Linked DNA regions of Rattus norvegicus: region 2 is linked to region 1. Evidence: chromatin contacts called from public Hi-C data. All regions are on one chromosome and are shown on one strand. The core of a region is the stretch at or near the end of the contact, and the rest is flanking DNA. Distances in the headings are between cores, read along the strand shown. Region 1 overlaps Ugp2 (UDP-glucose pyrophosphorylase 2). Region 2 overlaps LOC134481874 (a long non-coding RNA gene).

Region 1 (6,507 bases), core at 1,426-3,925:
AAAGCTTTACTTTTCTGTTAGCATGTTATCTTTTATTTTTCAATTCAGTTTGCACTCACTGTTTTGAGGTTAGTTGCGTTTTATTCCTGTTTTCTTTTGGTGACAATTTATTTGCAGTCAGAAGTAGTGAGAGATACTGGAATGTTGTTATAAAGGATATGTTGAAATTCATGGGAACACAGTTGTTCAGGGTCCATGATTACTGACTAGCAGGTGATAGTGGAGGAGTTAGGCTTCTTAAAAGACTCCTTTAAATTTAGGTCCTTTTAGCTTTTCTACTTCAGTTTCAAACAGGCCTTAAAAATTTGTCCTGCTCTAAATTCTAATAGTGTAAGAATTTCACCTAAAGGTATTTTTGAAGTAGTAACTTGTTCTAGTCTTACTATATATTAAACATCCTGATCTGTTTTCATAGCACACTAAGAAAGATCTTGATGGATTTCGGAAGCTATTTCACAGATTTTTGCAAGAAAAGGGGCCTTCTGTAGACTGGGGTAAAATCCAGAGACCTCCGGAAGATTCGGTAAGTTTTGGTAAAGTGCAAGGAAACTCAAGGTCGGTTGGGATTCTGGTGTTACTGTGTAGGTGGGTGGTGAGGACGAAACAGAGCCGTCCTAGCAAGCGTACGGCTCTCGGTTTGTAGCCTTCGTGCTGCGTGCCTTCAGCTGGTCTCCCTGCAGCACTGTCCGGTTCTCAGCACATGGTTACGAGTATGCAGTCTACTTTAGCACAAAGCTTTCAGTACAGATTTCCTGTTGTTCTCTCTTCCAGCCATTAGATTTCTTATGCCGTGAATCTTGCTCAGGCCCTTACCCAGACTTTAAAGCTCTCTCCATGCTTTCGGGTTGTTTCTGTGGCCCTTTCTGCCTGTGCCAGCCAGCCTAGCATGCCTTTGTGTCCCCCTCCCCTGCCTCTACAGCTCTGCATATTTTATTTTCTTTAAATGGTTTGGGATTCTTACCTATCAAAAATCCCGTGTGTTCTTGGAGGCACAGCCCCGATCGATGCCTGCACCTCCATGGGCTGCTAGCAGAAGGCCCACTGCGGGGGGTAAAGGGTAGTGTTGGGTGTTTAAATCTGAGCTCGACTACTTTGTTTCATGTAAAATGAGAATAATACCAGGTGTTTGTATACTTCGCAAGTTGTTAAGATGATATATGTAAAAATAGATTATCTTACTTGAAGCATTGTACAGACTTGATGTTTTTACCATGTGTGGTGTTCACTTCTTCTGTATCTGTAATCTTGCTTTATTAACAGTTTTAAAATACAATTCAGTGCAAACTAACTGAAGTCTGGTCCCAGTGTACCAAGGTTTGCTGGGGCTCAGGTCTGCGTACCCCATCTGTAGCAGTTTAAGCTAATGGAGTCAACCTTAGATTTTTTTTTTTTCCTAATGAGAAAGTCATAAATAAGTTCCTGCTTAGGAATACTCTTATTCTCACTTGTAGAAAAATACCGGGGTTGGGGATTTGGCTCAGTGGTAGAGCGCTTGAGGTCCTGGGTTCGGTCCCAGCTCCGGAAAAAAAAAAAAAAGAAAGAAAGAAAAAAAGGGGGGACTGGAGAGATGGCTCAGTGGTTAAGAGCACTGACTGCTCTTCCAGAGGTCCTGAGTTCAAATCCCAGCAACCACATGATGGCTCACAACCATCTGTAATGGGATCTGATGCCCTCTTCTGGTGTGTCTGAAGACAGCTACAGTGTATTATAAATAAACACATCTTTAAAAAAAAAAGAAAAATACCTAAACTTTTTAAATTTATAAATTATATGTTTGTTAAAAAAGATAAGAAAATCTCATCAGTTTTCTGGAGCATATTATCTTCTTATTAGTAACACTGAAGTTAAATTTTTCCTGGCTGGGTTGGCGAGGTCACTCAGCAGAAAGGGACCAGTCTTGCCATGTAGTCCAAGACCTGAGTTCAGGCCCTAGCACCCCTGTTAGAAGAAAAGAATGAGCCTAAATGTTGTCTTCTGCCCTCACACATGTGTAAGCACACATGCACAAATACACAAATATAAAAACAATTTTAAAATTCCTCTCCTCTGTAAGTCAATTATAATGGGGGGGTCCTAATTTTGGTCTTTGTTTTACTTGTCCCTGGCACATTAATTATTAGGATTTCTTTCTTTCTAGTTAAGCAGCAGATTGACTTTTTTTTTTTTAGATTTATTTATTTAATGTATATGACACTGTCACTGTCTTCAGACACCAGAAGAGGGCATCAGATCCCATTACAGATGTTTGTGAGCCACCATGTGGTTGCTGGGAATTGAACTCAGGACCTCTGGAAGAGCAGTCAGTGCTCTTAACCACTGAGCCATCTCTCCAGCCCGATTTTTTTTTTTTTAACCAAAGGAAATGAGAGAATTCTTCTAAAATTCTTTAAAAAAGAACTAAACATAGATTCATCCAGTTTTTAAAATTATTTGGGAGCAAACCTAACACAATGATAGATTTAGTCACTCTAAGCACTCAGACTTTTTGCCTTCTAATTATTCCTAGTTGAATAGCCCCAGTTGGTTATTGTGTGGTGGTGTCCAGCAGCAGACTGGGAGCTCTGCTGCTTCTGGTCACTTACAGAGCCTAGTGTCAGCTAAGGGCAAGGCATCAGCCCTTCTCTGCACAGCTGCCCGTGTGCAGATCCTGGTCTGTACAGGTGGCTCCCAGTGCTGTGCTGGGCTGCAAGGCTATGCTGAGGTTGAGCCAGCTCTAGAAGCAGCCTTCACAGTTCCTACCCTGAGAACTAAAGGTCAGTCTGCAGTTTGCTAAGTGACGGGATTAGCTGGTGGTGTACAGTTTGTCCTGTAGTCTCAGCTCCTGAGCACAGTGAGCCAGGGAGTCACTTGATCCTAGTTATAGATAACTGGGAACATCCTGAGGACTCATAGTTGCCTCCTGTCCTCGGCCAAAAAGCAGAAACCATTTACTTTTATCTCGTCCTTCAGGTACCTACCTTTAGCAAAAATATTCTGTTAAATATATCTTTTAAAAAGACCCTCAACTCTCTAGCAGTAGCAGATTTAGTTCTAAAGATGTGATTTTCTCATTTTTTTAACAGCATCTTTTAAGAGATTTATTTATTTTTATTTTATTTATATGAGTACACTAGTCTATAGACACACCAGAAGAGGGCATCCAATCCCGTGGCTGTGAGCCATCATGATGTTGCTGGGAATTGAACTCAGGACCTCTGGAAGAATAGACAGTGCTCTTAACGACTGAGCCATCTCTCCAGCCCAATTTTCTCATTTCTTAACTCTTTATGTGCTAGATGAACTGAGCCTTTTGAATGCAGGAAGGAAAGCACATGTACCTGTAACTTTCACTGTATGTGAAGGTTCGAGAATCTGCTTTGCTAGTGCATAAGTCTTTGTGTATTTTGAAAGGTTGTGATACAGAGTGGGAGTTCTTGAAGGACTGGAGGATGGGTCCAAACACCTCCCTGGGGTGTTTGCAGCTCAGTACTGCCCACCCGAATCCTCCTTTCAGAAGGCTGTCCATGGAGTGAGTCGGGATTTTTGATGAAGATGAATAGTTAATATGAGTAAAGAACACATAGAGAAGAAGATGAGATGTATCTTACGTGGTCTTTTGTCTTTGTTTGTATAAGTGTATACATTTCCACTTAAAAATATCCTTCAAAAAGAAAAAAGCCCTGGTCTTGATATGCCCTTGTAATCCTATACTCTAGGATGTCAAGGATTTTGGATTGCAGAAGCAAAAATTGTGTGCACCTCTTTGTATAATTTGTTACTAATTTGTGGTATAGTTCACACATTAATATTCTTTCACCTGGCTCTGTACTCAAGCTCCCCTGCCCTCCCTGGGTTTTAGAGGTGATAAGAGATGGTTCTTTCAGTGGTGGGAAGGCCACGTCTTAAACAGCTCACTGGTGAAGAGCCTTCGGAAATCAATGTGCCACTAATCAAAACTCAGTTGTCCCACACTGATAACAACTGGCAGGTTGCTTAGCATGCTACTTGGGATCTATAGAAAATCATCATCCATTAGCTTCCCACCATTGTTCTTTCAGAATAATTTCTGTGTCATAACATACTTTTTATGTTTTAAAGACAGGTAATATTAATTGTTTTGGCCAAATAGAAATTAATCACGGGGAATCTACCACTTAATATTGACATTGCCAGTGTCAATCTAGCTTCAAAGTTATATACCTAAAAACAAAAACAAAAACCCCAATCTTTGTCTCTTTGGTAGTTTTTTTATAGTTTGTGTGTGAGTATTTGTGTGTGATTATGTATGTATGTGTGAGTGCATATATACAGGGCAACAGGCCGTGACCTTTGTATGAGGACAGCTCTCTCCTGCCACCTTGTGGGATCAGGAGGTTGAACCCAGGCTGTTGGGCATGTGTGAAAGCCCTTCCACCTGCCGAGCCGCCTTACAGGCTTGCATCTGGTTTTGTACATAGTTTGGAATATTGCCATGGTTTGTAAGTAATGTTTCATTGAAAGTTCGTATCTGTACTTCTTTTCTGTAGCTCCTATTTGTGTGTGTGTGTGTGTGTGTGTGTGTGTGTGTGTGTGTGTGTGTGTGTTTGCACAGTTGAACAGTTAAAATCGAGGTGGTGTAGGTTACTATAACTCTTAAAATACTCAGTGGTGAGAACTGTCTAACAGAAGCTGTTTGTAGCAGGTTCAGACTGTTGAGCTGTACAAGGGAGTTCACAATCTCTTTGTGCAGGATATGGCATTTGAATATGAAACATTTTTTCTTTTTGAAGAACCATCTGTAAAAGTATTAAAAGCAATCTCTATAGGATTTTTAGGTAAGATTTTAGACAATACCCATAGGGTATTTTCAAAAGAAAAAAGTTTTAAAGGGGGTCTTCTGGATATGGTCATCTGTAGGTCCTGTAACATGCTACCGCACCTGCTGGTTGTTATCCGTGTGGAGCAGTTGGTCAGCCTGAGCTTTGTTCAGTGGCACATTGATTTCTGAAGGCTCTTTACCAGTGAGCTGTTTAGGACGTGGCCTTCCCACCATTATCAAGTCTTTAGTTTTTTACAGGTAGAAGTTACAGTTTGTTGTGGAGACTTACGACATACACACATTTTTCTAATACCTGTTGATATATAATTCCAATAGATGACAAGGATAAGCAGCCGATAAGAACATAGGGTATTAATTCTGTGTGCTATCAGTTTATCACCAGCATTGTCTAATAAGCCATAACTCACTTGTCATCCTATCAGCTGACCTGTGCAGATCTTGTCTGCTGGTCTCGGGCTCTGAGGAACTGAAAGAATGGGGTGGCCCACAGTCTAATGCCGTGGCACTGTACTTCAGAATAATTTTATATGCAGATGTAACAACAGTGATCCAGAGGAGGTTGTTTGAGTTTAGACAAACACGTAAATAGAAGTCAGTAAGCACATCCTAAATATTAACAGAGCAGCCCTTTCCTGGAACTTTCTCAGGGCAGACCAGTTTAAACACAGTTGCCTGGTATGTACTGTAGATTATATCCAGGATGACGTGAAAGCAAGGCAGAGGCCAAGTCCAGATTCAGGGTCCACTGACCAAGTTGGGTTCTGTAGCTATATGCTGACATCCAACAAGAGTAGACATCTTATAAATTGAATACAAATGTTTGTCAGAATCATAGCCAAGAACAATGCGGGGAACAAAATGTGCTTGAGGTAAGAGGCCTTCTGCCCCTTTTCTTGGAGCCTCTATCACAGTTCCCCACGGCATTGTTCATCATGGTCATTTGTTTTGACCATGTTCTGACTGACACCTGTCCTGTTTCAGGTGTTAAATTTCTTATGGAGTTTAACGGAGGATCTCCAGAAAGCAGCTTAAACAGTAGAGCCAAATCCTCAGTAGTGGGGCAGATAAAAGCAAACTCGATTGACATGGCCCCAGATTTAAAAGTTAAGCCTTCACGTAAGTACTGATGAGATGAGCAGCAGGAGAATGTCGTCCACATACCTAGTGACCAGCACCTCAGGAAATGTAGTCAGTATCAGACCTCAATGCTTACGCCTTGGTTGATTGTTCCCGTTGAGCTTGTTTTATTTTTTTCATGAAGGGGTCATTATCAAGCTATATTGAGTTATTCCTGCTGTGGGGGGAATGAAGAAGAAACAAACAAAAAATAAACAAGAAACTAAACTCTTGCTGCACTGGCTTAGCTGCACCTGGCATTCTCAAGTGATTCAGTAGACACTGAGGACTGAGTTCCCGTCAGATAACCCTAGAGCATGCCGCTGCAGGAAGTGATGAGTGGGCAGCCGGGAGCTGTGCTTCCAGACCTCAGGGTCCCTGACCCCAGCAGGCGGGCTTCGACTGATAGTGAAGAATTGCCATACAGCCATTGGCTGGGCGGGAAGACGGGGCGAGACCTTTACATTTTGCCCACAAGAGACCAAGAGGGAAGGGAGGAAGAGGAGAATCGCCATGATGGGGAAGCAGAGGGATTAGACATGAAAGGTTCAGGAAAGAAAGCAGCCAGCCATGTAAGAATTCAGGAAAAGGGC
Region 2 (6,507 bases), core at 1,934-4,433, 75 kb before region 1:
AAGCCAGCAAAAGCAATATTGAAACCACAGGGACTTTTCCCCCTACCCTGCTGAGTTTCAGTTCATGGTCCTGCTAATTCCTAATGACCTAATTTACAGTTGCTTCAGATTTCACCTCCACTGTAAGTACTATTTCCCTAAACCTTATTTTAATTTTGTTTCTCTTAAGTTCTCATGGTTGAATTAGCACTTTTCCATTGTTGCCTTAGGATGTACAACTCTAGGATAAAATGTTGCATTCCCATTCCTGAGAGAAAGTGAGAATGAACAGAGATGGACAAGAAATGTTTTGAAGAGAAAGGTCTTCAGCTGATTACATAGTAGCAAAAGTTATGGGGGAATTCCTGAGTTTAGAAAAACAGTGGCTTAGGAGACAGATACATAGTTCAAGTTAAAACCGAGAGACAAGCATGAGGTAACTCAAGTGGTCTAATCCATACATTACCTTAGAACATTATTGACACTTTTAAAAATAAAAACTTTTAAAAATAAAAAAGTAAAACTGTTGTGTTTCACAACTGTGTTAGACATCTTCCTGGCCTCTTCCTTTGCTCCTCCAGACTGACTGACTACGGCCTTCGCTCTGCCCTGACCCGGGAGATGCTCTGACCCTTAGGACTGCTGTCGGTACTCCGGCTTTCTACGTTAGCACTGGTTCAGAGTGGGTGAAAATGAGGGGTGCTGTGGACAGCGGAGGTGAAGGAGCCCTGAATATTTATTCTCCAGCTCTCTTGATGCCGCAGTGCCCAGGGTTGGGGGATTCGACTTCCAAAGGTCAATATTCTTGTCAGAAACCGTCTTCACATAGTTTCTCAGTTCTGGTAAAACTCTTTCCAGTCCAATGTCAAGTTTATGGGATAGTAGCAGCTTCTCGTTACTGAGCCCAGATGCTCCCCCTGATTTCTGTAAACAACGCAGTGGCTTATAAAGAATGAACGGCTAACAACTCTCCACTACCTGTAAGGAACTTTACAGCTCTCCACAGACTGATAGGGAACCCCGGGACACTCACTGACCCTGCAGCAAAGGTGAGAACAAATGCACAAAGACACCAGAGGTGGAAGAGTACCAGCGGCTCTCGGAAACAGGCCAATATCAGAGGGTTTGGGGACCAATGGGAACCTATTGGGCTGAATGGCTGAAGCGAAGCCGGCTTTTCCACGAAAAGAGGGAACATGTCCACTGCACAAACCCACAGAATGGACTGAAAATAGAGCCCACAGAGGAGTAGGGTTTTTCTCCTCTTGGATCAAGGGCCTATTACCACTGTGCTTTGAAGTGTGGGGAAGTCTGAGTCAGGCTCAGACTGGGGCTGACCCGTCCCTAAGGTGACAGAACAACCTTCTGGTTTTGTCTGGAAACAGAGAAAGCAACAATCCAGAGAAGAAAGCAAGCGCGTCTTGGTAAGGAACTCCAGGCAAGGAAGCCATAGGTCCGAAAGGGATTGTCTGCATTCTAACCCTACCCTAGAGCACATTCATTATCCCGATGCTCTCTCTAGACCAAAGGAAAAAGGATCACCTTCCTAAAACGAAGTCCAGGGAAACCGAACAGTGGGCATCGGTGGGGAGAAACGTGTCTTTGAAAGAATTCTCTAAATGTAACGCTGAGAAGGTTAAAGGGAAAGGAGGCCTGGGAGAGCTCTGGTTTAGAGTCAGTCACACCAGCAGAGCTCCAGAGAGAATTTTCTCACGAGGGAGGGCTGATAGCAGAGAATGCTAGGATGGTTTTGGTATGAACTGGAGAACGTTTTGCATTGACAAAAACTGAAAAGCTGGGTATGTATGGGTTACAGAAGGAATTTGTTCTAAACAGCTAGGTAAAAGTGTCTGGCAAGTCAGAAGGAATTTGTTTGTAGAATCTGAAACACATTCCTGATCATTTGAGAATGATACAAAGAAGTTCCACAAATTTCCCTGGAACTGCTGGCTGGGGCTAAAAGGCATGACTTGATGGGAGTCTCTAGATGTTTGGTTTCCTTCAGATCCTGGCAACGGTTTTCCATGTTGGAGAGACAAGAATAATTTATGGATCCTTTACAAAGCTGATGTGGTCTTGTGGTTCCTATTTTGGAATCTTACAAGGAGCCAAATAAGCTCTCATTAGTCATATGAGCTTTGCAGGCTTACCAAGAACTCACCCTCTCCCTTGGCAAGCAAAGGGGCCCCATGTGCCCAAGGTAAGAATATCACCTGACATCTGTAACGCGCTGTGGGACCTCGTCGGCTTTATATGAGCAGTGGTTCCGGGCAACATCCAAAACCATTGCTTCATGTTATTAATTCGGATCAGGTACATTTCCACAAATGTTTTGCAACAGCTCGAGGGGATAAATTACTAAGTAATAAATGCTGACTGTCATGTAAAGATTAATTTTTCCTGTCCTTGAAAAGTGTTAATTAAATTTTAAGGGTCAGACTAGCCCAGTATCTTAAAGTTATATCCTGAGATAGAGAGAGGTGAAGTCATACGGCGTTGGGACAGGAGAGGGAACGGTGGGTGAGAAAACTACTTCTCAAGCGTGAGGACATACATTCGAATCACCTGAACTCATGTGCTCAAGGAAGAAAGAGAGACACAGACAGACAGACAGACAGACAGACAGACACACACACACACACACACACACACACACACACGAAACACACACCCCTAAGACCTAAAGTTCAAATACAAATTTTTCTGTGAATCAAAGATTTCTTAGTATGTTTGGAGCCTGAAGGTTTTCTACTGTGTGTTACAACCAATTTTGTATAATTGAGGTTTCAAAAATATTGTACTTCAGAAATATTTTCTATAATATTTCTACAATAATACTCTCTTCACAAGAATTCATGATCTTCTGTCTTTGGGAACTTTTTCCAATGGGAAGGAACTAGGACCCTACAGAGTTAGTTCTGCCTAATCCAGCCCTCTACCATCTGATCAAAGATTTCACCTACCTAGCTTCATGCTGCCCTACCTCCCTGTCCCCCTTTGAACTTTCTAATTAAACCTGAAGTCATCTTTTCCCAAAGCATGTGACTCAGGCAGCATAATGTCACGGATCAGGGCTGAACTATTCTAGACGCAGTGCATTAGCAGCCAAGGGGTGCTTCTTAGACTGAGCTATCTAGGGCTCCCTGAGGACTTGCTCCATGGCAACCACGCCACTTGGACTCTGATAGCTTTGTAATTCTGAGTTACAACACGGCAAGATTTATGATGGTGAGTTCATTTGCTGGGTGTGTTATTTGGACACCATCTTACTTATACTAACCTGGAGAAAGCCTCCAGGACAGGGAAAGGATTTAGGCTCTGATTCACGCCGTTCTAACTCCGCTAGGGTTCTAATTCAATGACACACGAGGGCCAGCCAGCATGACTTGATCAAGTGGATAATTACAGGATTTCTCATTTGTTCCTGCAGGATGTTACTGGCCCTGCAGGATGGGTGTGTGGGCTGCGTATCATTCAGGCCTCACACAGGTCGATGAGAATGTCCTAAGTGACAAGGTCAATGGGAGCAGAGAGTCAGACATGAGCTCTTGAAAGGCTACTATGATAGCTAAGTTAGAACAGTCTTTATGTCAGTTTGCCAGAAACGGAGTAATCGTTTCTGAAAAGGTAGGCAGGTGTTTTCCTACGTGGCAGTTAAACTGTGAATTTGTCAAAGTTAGTCAAACGCTCAACACACAGGCCCCTGGGGTGACAGGAAGGAATGAGATGGGTGCAGACCCGACTCTCAACACCTCACATTTCTTTTCAGGTCTCCCCAGAAGGAAGCTCAGCAGACTTGGCTCCTTCACTGAAAGCAATTATCTTAACTGGGTTTGAGGTCAATTACACAGCAACGTGGCCAAAGGCAATGAATAATTCTGTGCTACTGAACAAACATTTAGAAGAAGTAACCAGGGCTGGAGAGATGGCTCAGTGGTTGAAAGCACTGGTTGCCCTTGCAGAGGCCCCAGCTCCATTTTCAGCACCCACATGGCAGCTCATAACGGTAACTCCAATCCCAGGCGATCTAACGCCCACTGTGGTCTCTATGGGCATCAGGCATCCATGTAGCACACATATGCAAGCAAGCAAGAAAAAAGAAGAAGAAGAAGAAGAAGAAGAAGAAGAAGAAGAAGAAGAAGAAGAAGAAGAAGAAGAAGGAGGAGGAGGAGGAGGAGGAGGAGGAGGAGGAGGAGGAGGAGGAGGAGGAGGAGGAGGAGGAGGAGGAGGAGGAGGAGGAGAAGAAGAAGAAGGAGAAGGAGAAGGAGAAGGAGAAGGAGAAGGAGAAGGAGAAGGAGAAGAAGAAGAGGAGGAGGAGGAGGAGAAGGAGAAGAACAGGAGGAGGAGGAGGAGGGAGGGAGGAGGGAGGAGGGAGGAGGGAGGAGGGAGGAGGGAGGAGGAGGAGGAGGAGGAGGAGGAGGGAGGAGGAGGGAGGAGGAGGAGGAGGAGAAGAAGAAGAAGAAAACAGGAATATATTAGAGCCAGGGAGTGGGCTGGCTGGAAAACACTGTAACTCCCATACTTGGAAGGTGGAGGCAGGGAAAGCAGGGTTCAGAGTCAACCCAGCCTATATAGCTCAAAGCCAGCTTGGGCTACAGGAGACTCTGTCTCCAGAGGATCAAGAAAAGAGTGGGGGAGGGGGAGGAGGAGGAGGAAGAAAACGATAAATAAAAGAGAACAACAGAGACAAGACAAACATAACTGGACTTTGATGTAAAGTGTCTCCTCCCCTGGAATTCCATGACATTGATCCTGGCTGTCCTGGAACTGAAGTTGGAGAAAACACTTTTTCTGTTGACGGCTATGTGACTTTTGACTCTTGAGAAATGTCCCTGCACCAGCAGGGACCTTTGCCTCCCATGCTAACACAAGTTCACGTCATTAATGCTGTGGTTGTCCCTTTCGAGACAGTTTGGCAGTTACTCAGAGATCGAACATAAAAAATTTTTTTGGCCAAGCAATTCTACTCTACCTGAAAAAAAAATCAAAAGTTGGCATTCAAACAAATACTGCCACCCAAACGTTCTATGTTGACACCATCACGAGAGCTAAAAGACGGAAACAATCCAGGTACTTGTCGGTGGTAAGCCATGGGTGCAACGCCGCACAGTGGAATAAATAGCCTTCAGTCAAGACACGAAAGGAATGGGGTGCTGATACTTGCTACCTTGTACACAAACCTGAAACTACTCTCTATGAAAACCAGACACAAAAGGGTCACAGGTTGCGTGATTCCACTCATATACAGAGCAGTAAACATGAAGACAGGAAGAAGATTGATATTACAAGGGCATGGTGGCAGCCACAGGATTTTGTCATGGGTGACAGCACTGGGAAGGTACGGAACGCCTTTGCTCATTTTTACTCTGCTGACTTTGGAAAGAAGCACATTGCAATTCTCCACATTGAGCACTGAGTACACAGAACACCTTCCAGGCCTAAACAGTAGGACTTTGAGCCTTAGGTACAGAAACCGCAGTTTGCACCAGACCTTGAACAGAAATTATTCCAGCTGCCTATGACACACTAGACTCACAAGGGAGCCCAGCAGGAGAGGAATTATATCCAGTCCTTGTATTTGTTGAGTGCTGCTTCAAAACAGAATAGCCATTCATTTCTCTGACATCTATAGAGCTCAGGATTAGATTTTTTTTTCATGTTTCACACACAAAATGTGCTTTCCATAGAAAACTGCTATACTGCCCTTTAAGAAAAGGAATCATGAAATTGGTGGTCTACAGAACAAAAATGACCCATGTCTGTTCATATGTTTGTTTGAATTTAAATTCTTTGAAATTACATTTATTCTGTGTGTGTGTGTGTGTGTGTGTGTGTGTGTGTGTGTGCGCGCGCGCGCAAAAACACTCTTGTGCATGTGTGCACACCATAGTGTGGAGGTCATAGAACGATCTGTAGAAACCACTTCTCTCCTTCCAGCATGTGGGTCTTAGGGACTGAACTCAGGTCATCAAGCAATGCCCTTTGTCTGCTGATCTATCTTGCCTGTCCTATATTAAATTTCTTCATGTAAAATTAAAACTAAGAATTTTCTACTTCTCGGGGTCAAAGGGTGACAAGATTTTTACTCATTACGAAACCAGAAAAGCAATAATAATAATTAAGACTATGGGAACTAAGACTAGCAAGGGCTGGGGTTGGAGGAGGGAGAAGCAAGACACTGATTGGAATTCAGTATCTGTATTTGAGGGGTGCATAATGGGGTGGTGACCCCCTAACTTCCCTTCTCTGGTGCATGAATTAATAGGTCATCGGAAGAAGACACCAAGCAAGGTGACAACTCTTCAGAAGATGTTTGCGACCCAGGTAATGAGATAGGAAGACCAGGACTTCAAGCTCATGCACAGTTACATAGCAGATTTGAGGTGAGTCTGGGATAACAAGATAACATGTCTCAAAACATCAAAAAGGCGGGGTTGGGGGAGAGGCTGGGAGGAGGAACAAGAAGAGGAAGAGGAAGAGAGAAACAGGACTTGATGAACTCAGAAGTGGCATTTCTCTGACCTTGAG

Evidence for each region. Hi-C and Micro-C count contacts between places; a contact is called where the count stands out from the background.
Region 2: a Hi-C map of liver shows a contact between it and region 1, with 5 times the contacts expected there. The contact joins two enhancer-like sites. A contact is called at or near these places in 8 of 12 Hi-C or Micro-C datasets (the A7r5 cell line, Schwann cells, kidney and 4 more).

The regions. Positions count from the first base shown.
Region 1 is chr14:99,675,874-99,682,380 of GRCr8, reverse strand. Ugp2 (UDP-glucose pyrophosphorylase 2) reads left to right here. Exons shown (of 10, transcript NM_001024743.1): 3 at 416-523. Among named protein-coding and RNA genes, the nearest start is that of Ugp2, 19 kb to the left of the region's middle. Within about 2 kb of position 2,675, at least 5 of the 93 cell types and tissues checked have an H3K27ac peak or open chromatin away from gene starts, as enhancers often do. A contact at or near this core is called in liver, where this site is marked.
Region 2 is chr14:99,751,492-99,757,998 of GRCr8, reverse strand. LOC134481874 (a long non-coding RNA gene) reads right to left here. Exons shown (of 3, transcript XR_010057751.1): 1 at 6,502-6,507. Among named protein-coding and RNA genes, the nearest start is that of Ugp2, 57 kb to the right of the region's middle. Within about 2 kb of position 3,183, at least 8 of the 93 cell types and tissues checked have an H3K27ac peak or open chromatin away from gene starts, as enhancers often do. A contact at or near this core is called in liver, where this site is marked.